Linked DNA regions of Anser cygnoides: region 2 is linked to region 1. Evidence: chromatin contacts called from public Hi-C data. All regions are on one chromosome and are shown on one strand. The core of a region is the stretch at or near the end of the contact, and the rest is flanking DNA. Distances in the headings are between cores, read along the strand shown.

Region 1 (4,296 bases), core at 494-2,993:
CAAGACCTGAGAGAAAGGAACAGAATGCACTTTTCACATCTGCGTGGCTGATCCCAAAGTACAAACAGACTCTTAGTAAATAATGTTCCTTTATAACAAATTTGCAATGAAGAAAAATTTACCCCATGAATTTCCCAGAGGCGTAGGTGTGACAAAATCCAGCACCATCACTTTCTTTTCATATTTGGCAGCCTCCTGCAAAACAAATTAAGTAAGACATGTATCTAAATATTAGAGGTTAAATTTGGAATAGATGATAACATCATGCATTGATGAAAAGCTTTGTGACTTTTAATTAAGCAATAATGAATGATTTGCAAGAGAACAGCCAGACAGCCATTAATCTTCAGAATTAGTCTGTGCAGTCAGTAGGAAAAAAAGACGAAGGGGAAAAACAGGCATTTACTCTGCTAAACAAGAGCATGGCACCAGTTGATAGAGGACTCTGGGAGTCAAACCTCTTCTCGCCTCCATCCTGTCATTTTGTTTACAATATTTCCCAACATGACATTTGCTTTTAGTATATTTAACAAGTTCTTCATTAATCCAGTTTTCCATTCATAGATGGTTCCTCAAATGTTTGTTTGAAACCACATCACACAATGACATCAGCATTCACGTGGCCAAGCATTACCACTACGCTCATCCAGTCTTTCTCCTTGTAGAAAAGAAACACTCAATTTTGTGTACAACATGCAGTTGTCAGGATCAGCTCTTGCTCTTCACCCTAGTTAACATGTGGTAAGCTGACTTGACTTTCAAGATGCACAGATGTCATCCGTTCTACAAAAGCAATGATTTATTTTATGATAACTCCCCTGAGAAGTTTCATTAGCAAATCTAGAAGCAATGTGTGTGCATGATTCTGAGAACTGGAATTTCTATACTGACTCTAGTATTCCCTTTGTGATTTTTAAGAGAAAGGCAAAAATCCGTGGCAATAACTGATACCAGAGAAAAACACTTAAGCACTAGAGAACTGAGAAACAAAAGATTCCTCCATGAGATGCAGCAAAATAGCTTTGGTACTTTGAATAACTACAACTGTGCTGCATCACATGATGAATTTTCAGACATGTAATAGCAACTATAGGCACAGGATATTACCCTAAGGCCTTGGGTTTGGTTTGGGAGGAGTTGGACAGCTTTCAGCGTTAGATTACTAGTAAGACTTGTTAATCCAAATAGTTGACAATCAAAATTTCAATTTTAAATGCATCTTATTTCATGCAAAACACAAATCATATTTCAAACAACATAGGCAGTAGACACCTTAGGAAAATGTTAATGTATGAGATTTCTGCTTCCAATTAAAGATCAAGGTTGGCCAAGAGGCTCACTTCTATGCATTAGTAGCACCTTTGATAAAGTTTCTCAGAAAGGTGCTTAGGGATTAAGATGTGTTATTAACGCTTCCTTACAACTCTTTCAAACAACAGTTTGAAAGCACATTACCAGCGTTAGCTGTCTAACCAGAACGCACAATTCCCAAGCTTACACTCAGCTACGTGTTCACATAACAGAGCACAGCACTGTATTGCCACCTCAATAGAGATCACGAACAGATATAACCACTTCTGCACGGTGATAAGCCCACAGCAACAAAACTTGCCCTGTAGGCTTTCAGACCTTGCTGGATTCAGTGCAATGCATTGTGAACACAAGGTTGCTTAGGGCTGGAGCTGTTCTCTGTGAATTGGTAGTGGTGGCCCGGCAGTTTTGATCTGGGTCTGTGGCTGGGCTGCTCAGAGTCAGCTTAGCAGCACTGGCACTCACTGTGGAGACAAGCCTCCAAAACAAAAAGCTCTGAGCACTGTATGGAGAGGAAAGGGGAGTTGTTCACACAAAACTGCTTATGTTTTAATGAAAAACACACATTTAATCAACCTAGTTATATTGCTGTAGATATCTGGAACTTGGTACAAGAGCTGTATGGTTGGTTTTTGTTGTTCTTGTGTTTTCATTTTTAAAGCACTAAAAATATTGAACAAACTAAGTATTAGTCAGAAGCCTACACACATAAACCAGCTTCATTTCAACTGAACGAAGCTGTTTTGAAATACACACATTACTACTGATAGCAATGTTGACTTTATTGATCTACCATCCTTTGCTCCACAATCACGTGAGTACACTAAGAGGCAATATACTTTATATGCTGAATAAGGTAATTTATCTCTCTAGCCACACACCTTTTCCATCCCACAGCTGAGAAATGATGCAATAATCATCACAGCTACAGTCTCACAACCTCGCATATGCATAGAGCAAAGCAAAGCAGCCTCCTTATGGAAATTTCAACAGATGGCTTTTCATTACTCCAAGCCGGCTTTGCATTCCTGCAAGTTCTGTTTTACTCTTTTGTATTAAGCACCTTCCCTTTCCAGGTCCTCTGAATTTTTGGTAGATCTTATCTTTCATCCTCAGCCACGACAACAGTGCCCCCCTATTGATAGGTAAGCAGCAAACTACCAAAATAGATTACAGATATACTGCATGTTACAATCCACCACAGCTGTGCACTCTCCCGCTGTTAAGATGTCCACCCACTGGTTTCTAAAAGCATCATCTCTGATCAGTGGGCATACAGAGGAACCAAGTTTCACTCTATTGAAATGTATACCACGACATTTTTATGTTTTTCTGCTTCCAAACATATGGAAAATAATATTGTATTCTATACCTATGATATGGATAAGACTGTCTTTAACCTGGAGGTAACTTCAAAAGAAGCCCTGCTGAACAGGCAGAAAAGTTTCTACAAGTGTTAAAGATACCCAGATCCAAGATGCTGAGGATGTCAGCCACCCACTTAAAAGGGAAGTATAAATCTGTATTTTCTGTCCCATACCTTGGCAGCAGCCAGACCACCTGAGCCCCCACCGATGACAATGAGGTCATAGTCGTAGGAATGGGGCACCGCTGTATGCCCGTTCATTTCCAGCAGTTTCTGAGGATTGCCTTCTTTATGTGCCTGAACAGAGAAAGCAAAAAGGATTAGAGAATATTGAAACATCACCTATGGTGCTCAAAAATGAGCATTTTCAGCAGCAAATATTGTGATATGTGTACGTAAGCGCATCTCTGTTTTCTCAGCTCTGCTTTTAATTAGCTTTTTAAATCTTCATCTTCTTAATCCATTGTTGGATAGCTCAGTACCTATTAGATACCAAACTATGAATTTCCTTGTTCTTTGGAGACCCGGGTTTCCTTGCAGAGCTTAGTCTTCCACATCACCACAACTCCAGTGCCTCCTCATACTGTGGGCACCAGGATGAGATGCATACCTGCTGACACAGGCATTCTATGGATTTATTTTATTCTTTTCATCTGCCCTGGACTTCCATAATTAGTTTTTTTTTTTCCCCCTCCTGCTGCATATATGAGTAGGAAAATACAACAATATACACCATAACAATCTGCAATTACCAGCCTTACCAACTGAATAAATAGAACCAACCAAAGAAAACACTTTCTGAAAACGACATTTTTTTTAACATGACTAGTTTAGTACTGTAGCTAACTTTGGAATCAAACAGGTAAGTGTGATCACTAAAGTTTCATGAGAGTTTCTGTTGTTTTTTTTTTTTGGATCAGATGACTACTACCACAGAAAAAATCACCCCCTAAGTCCTAAAATGCATTCTGACAGCTATGTGCCACATAGAACATTACATTAATCTTCATATACCTTTTCTAAAATGACTCTTTGTACTCAAGTTGTGGAGTTCCAGTGAATCAGGACTTCAGACCCTCAGCTCCTTCAAGTTGCTGGGAAAATTCTCAATGCCTCTCAAAATGCCCAACAAGATTTGGAGTGAGTAAACACCGGATGCCTCAACTGATACAAATCACTGAGTATCAACTAAACACATGATAAAACTTTTAAGATTTTAAAAAAAAAAGTAAATAAAGAAACCTCACTACGTCACTTTACAAATCTGGTCACTTTTATTCAAGTGTTTCTGCCATGGTAAACAGAATACAAGAAAACAGAGACGTTTTCCCTCTCTTCTCATCTAAATTTTGTTTTGCATTAAGCTTCCCTTTGTGCTCAAGCCATTCTACCACTGCCTTCCTCTGAGGTTAGACTAGTCCCTGTCTCCAAGCATAACTGGTGCCAGCGCATCTGTATCAGTGACAAAAAATCCCTGTCACTCCACCACACCACACAGCAATTTCAGCAAAAATTCAGACTCTACTTCTGCCTGTAGGAAGTTACATTCGTATTAGTCTTTCATAACCCTTGGCAGCATGTTATTAGTAGAAACAAAACCTAGAAGACATCTGTTGTTG
Region 2 (4,296 bases), core at 1,343-3,842, 120 kb after region 1:
CTAACTTCAAAGTCACATCAGGCCAGTCTGACTGGTGTATTAACAATCACCTGTTTCCAAGAGAAGGCTCTACAACCCTGTAGACATTTTGTTGTACCACAACTGCATCGAGAAACTGAATGAATCTACAGGCTGATGAAGCCTGAAATTGCTTGCCAACAGTTAGTTGTCAGTATGCTCATTGTTTTTTTCATTCATCTAACAGAATAAAGAACTGTATTACTACATTACCAGTCCACATTCTGCATGCAGTTAATAGTTTGGACATTTCTGTTAAACTGAAAACATCCATACTTCAAGAATCAAACACCACATGTAGTCGCAATGCCAAAGTCATCCACATATTCCAGTGAAAAAGACTTATCTACAAACCATTTATTTTTTCCAAGGAAACTTAGTACTTACGTTATGGTTGTGCCACGTCCTAAAGTGTTTCCTCTTGGGTCATCAATCACAGAGAATTCGTTTGAATCTGACTCCCAAATGTGCTGAGTATCATTGTTGTGTTTTGATGTGACAATAACTCTGTCTGCTACTAAGAAAGCAGAATAAAAGCCAACACCAAACTGGCCAATTAACTCAGATGTTGACTGGCTATCATCCTGCATTTCAGTCATCTTGTTTAAGAATTCACTTGTACCAGACTTGGCAATGGTACCCAGGTTTTTAATCAACTCCTCTTTTGTCATGCCAATACCCGTATCGGTAACATGAAGCATGTTCTTCTCTTTGTCACACTAAAAAAAAAAGAAAAAGATTAAGTTTGACTTTATTTTAAATCTCACTACCTAATACACTTATCATGGAAGAGTATTAAGGAGACTTGGTCCTAACGTAATCCTAATTTGTATTTGCATCAGTACTGGGCAATAAATTGAATAACATAATGATGCACTGTCTTCTTACATTCCTGCCACTGCTCTTCAGTAAGAGACAACGTATCTAGTATTTCTTACCTTGATTTTTACAGTGAGCTCCTCGTTACCAGCAAGAGCATTTTCATCAGTCAAGGATATTAACCGTATCTTATCTAAAGCATCCGAAGCATTTGAAATAAGTTCTCTCAGGAAAATCTGAAACAGAATCCAGCTGTCAGGAATTCAAGAATATAGATGAACAGTTCTAGCACGTTCTACTGACACAGGTACTAACCTCTTTATTTTTATATAAAGAATTGATGATAAGTTTCATCATTCTATTAACTTCTGCTTGAAATGCAAACTTCTCAGATTTTTCTCTGATTTCTTTGATCTGGGATGCATTTAGGCCATCTAGCTGGATAGCTTCTTCCTCTCTGTAAAGATAATGAAAAACTGTCAAATAACCTTGCCTACGTATGGTTTCCACTAATTGTCTAGCAACCACAGCAATGGTCTAATTAGAGAAACAGTAACTTTTAACTGACACTGATAGCCCAAATGTGGTGATCAAATGACATTTGCGAGACTTGCTATCATCAAGTGCATAGCCACAATCTAAAATGCAAGTGAAAATCCATGATTGCAAGTAAGACTATTTTATTATGAAGTTGAGGGACAAACAGAGGTATATTACAGCTACTGCAATGCTCAACGTGAGGTATATTTCAAAGGATTTGAAGCAATTCGTTGGTGTAGAGCTATTCAACCAGTGGGCACTAACCTCCACAATTTACCACATGCAGTTACATGCAAAAATACCCCCCATTTATTTATTGCTCCTTACAGAACTGACAGTACAGGACAAAAACAAGTTAAATACTTCAGAGTCCAAGTTCTCAGTCTTACCTCCATATAAAAGGCAACAATCTTCCTTTGATATATTTTATTTTTAACATCTGACTAGGTTTCTTTTTGCATGTTACTCCCCCACACCCCAACCTCTGCCATTTTAAGCATTACTGATACTAAAATTGATTTTTTGAAAAGCAACAGAACCTCCTGATGCTTTAAAGGCTGCTTACCCAGCACCCCACCTACTAACCTCTGAACAACTTCATCGTCAGTCCGGGACCCTTCCCTGCTTTTACCCAAGTCATCCTCCACGGTTGCATCCACACCCACCTCCTCAGCGCTAACGGACGCTGGACAGAAAGAGACAGGCAGCAAGCTGAGCCCCCCCGGTGTGTCGCTACCCAAATTGTCGGCTCCCCCCCCCCAAACCCATGCCCCCCCAACCTCCCACACGCCCCCCGCCCACCTGCTGGGGTGGAATAAAGCCCAGAAACGAAGGGAGGAGCCCCCCACCCCCCGGGAGCGTGCCCAGCGCCCCTCTCCCCCTCACTTCTCGCCGAGCGGGTGCCCCCAGCCCCCCCCCCCCCCCCCCCTCCCCTCAGCCTCCGCCGCCAGAAGGTTCCAGAATGCGGCCGGCGGGGGGTGTGTGTGTGGGGGGGCACTCACCGGCCAGCAGAAGCGCGCAGGCCAAAGCGAGCGCCCAGGCCGACCTCATGGCGACACGGGCCGCGGTGGCAGAGAAGAGCGCGGCCCTGCCCTACCGGTCCCTCACGTAACCGGCCCCGCCGCCGCCGATCGCGCTGGCGCAGCCGCGGCCCTCCCCCTCCGCCTTATCAACGGCGCCCCTCCGCAGCGCGAGGGGGGCTCCCGGCGGCCGGCCAATCGCGGCGCCCCACGCCAAACACGCGGCCAATGGCGAGCCGGCGGGGGCGGGGCGCGAAGCCGCGGCCGCCAATCCCGGCTTTCCATGTGCGGTTTCCTGCGGACGGAGCGTGGCCGGCGTCGGTTGGCCGGCCGCAACGCCGCCCGGCCAATCGTTTGGGCGGAGGGGCTTAAGGGGCGGGGCCGGCGGCTCTTTTTCGACCAATCAGGCGTCGATGCTTGGCGCCCCGGCCGCGTAGGGCGCGTCCGCGTCCGGCAGCGGTGCGGCGGGTCCCCGCGTGGGCAGCGCGGCCCCGACGGCTTCCGGGGGCACCCGGGATGTTTACCGGGGACACGGTTGCCGCGGCAACGGGCGCTTCCGGTCGTGGCGGCGCCGGCGGGCCTCTCCCGTCAGCCCCGAGGGCCTCCTCTTCCGCCCCCTGCTGCTGGCGGGTGCGCGTGCGCGGTTGCGCCGCGCGGCATGCTGGGAGTTGTAGTCCTGGGTGGGGAGGGGGAGGAAGGCGCCCCCTGGCGGCGCAGCGCGGGGCGGGCCGCCATTACGGGGCCCGGCGGCGGGCTTGTGATGGCCTCGGCCCCCCTCTTCCTGCCTCACGCGGCCTTGAGGGGACAGTGTTCGTGGGGGTCACGGAGCCCTAGAGTCACTGAGAAAACAAAAAACAAACACAAACAAACAAAATAAAAACTTGTAAAAGACCTTCATGATCCTTCTGTCCAACTGCCCACCCACCACCACAAACCAACCACCGATCTGTGTCCCTAAGCACCACATCCACACGTCTCCTGAATATCCCCAGGGTTGGCAACTCCACCGCCTCCATGGCAGCCTGTTCCGATCCCTGACCACCCTTTCCGTGAAAAAATTCCTCCCGATACCCAATTTAAACCTCCCTGGTACAAAAAGCAAGCTGCAATAAAACGAGCTGGGTGCTTAGCGGGTCCCCGTGTTTTCTGGCTTTCTAGTGCTCATCACAACAACCACCCTCGAGAGGGCTTATTCTGACTCCTTAGTCTGCCCTTGGGGCTGTTGTTTATTTATAATGTCCCGCCTCGCCAGAGTTGCCAGGTTATCCTGTTTGCCCTGGCTCCAGAAAATCACGTCTGAAAATTACGTGCAGTTTTCCAAGTGGCCATGGTGATGAGTGTGGTTGGAAGAAGGACATCATTGTCAGCTCGAGGCCGAGAGCGTTGGTTCCCTTCCTGCCTGGGGATCCCTGCCCGCTGCAGTGCTGATGGTGCCTGCCTCAGCTGCCGCCACGAGTGGCTGACGTGGGGGGACCCACGAGCATGCACATACCCAGCTCCTGCGGTGACAATGACAGAGAATTGAATGTGAAAATCAGCTAGAGTTTGTGAATTTGAGTAAAAGTAGGCCCCATGTTCAGAAGGCTGGATATTCCCATCCCTGACAGCTGACAAGTAATCAAATCTAATGCACCTATATTTGTATGTTAATAAGATACTTGAAGTGTCAAAGCCTCACTTTGCTTTCCTGAGGAAGTTACTCTGCCAAAATGTATGTCAGAATGACTAGGAAAATATGTCCAGGAGGATTCAGTGTCAGGATTATATGTAAAAATCTGACAGGTTTTCATGAAGGCCTATTTGAACTCAGAGAATTATGTTACAAATACTTAATTGGAAGTACAGTTTTGTCACTCTCAAATGGACAAAGTTTGTCTTTTCTAAAACTCACCTATAAGCA

Evidence for each region. A called contact is a pair of places that touch in the nucleus more often than the background predicts.
Region 2: a Hi-C map of liver shows a contact between it and region 1, with 5 times the contacts expected there. The contact joins the promoter of HSP90B1 here to the enhancer-like site in region 1. A contact is called at or near these places in 2 of 7 Hi-C or Micro-C datasets (both in liver).

Annotation. Positions count from the first base shown.
Region 1 is chr1:59,458,953-59,463,248 of Taihu_goose_T2T_genome, forward strand. TXNRD1 (thioredoxin reductase 1) reads right to left here. Exons shown (of 15, transcript XM_048047650.2): 3 at 2,852-2,974; 4 at 123-195; 5 at 1-6. Among named protein-coding and RNA genes, the nearest start is that of TXNRD1, 15 kb to the right of the region's middle. Within about 2 kb of position 1,744, at least 2 of the 3 cell types and tissues checked have open chromatin away from gene starts, as enhancers often do. A contact at or near this core is called in liver, where this site is marked.
Region 2 is chr1:59,577,507-59,581,802 of Taihu_goose_T2T_genome, forward strand. It overlaps HSP90B1 (heat shock protein 90 beta family member 1), which reads right to left and starts at 2,593. Exons shown (of 18, transcript XM_048057380.2): 1 at 2,379-2,593; 2 at 1,963-2,062; 3 at 1,153-1,294; 4 at 957-1,073; 5 at 406-737. The coding sequence starts at 2,427.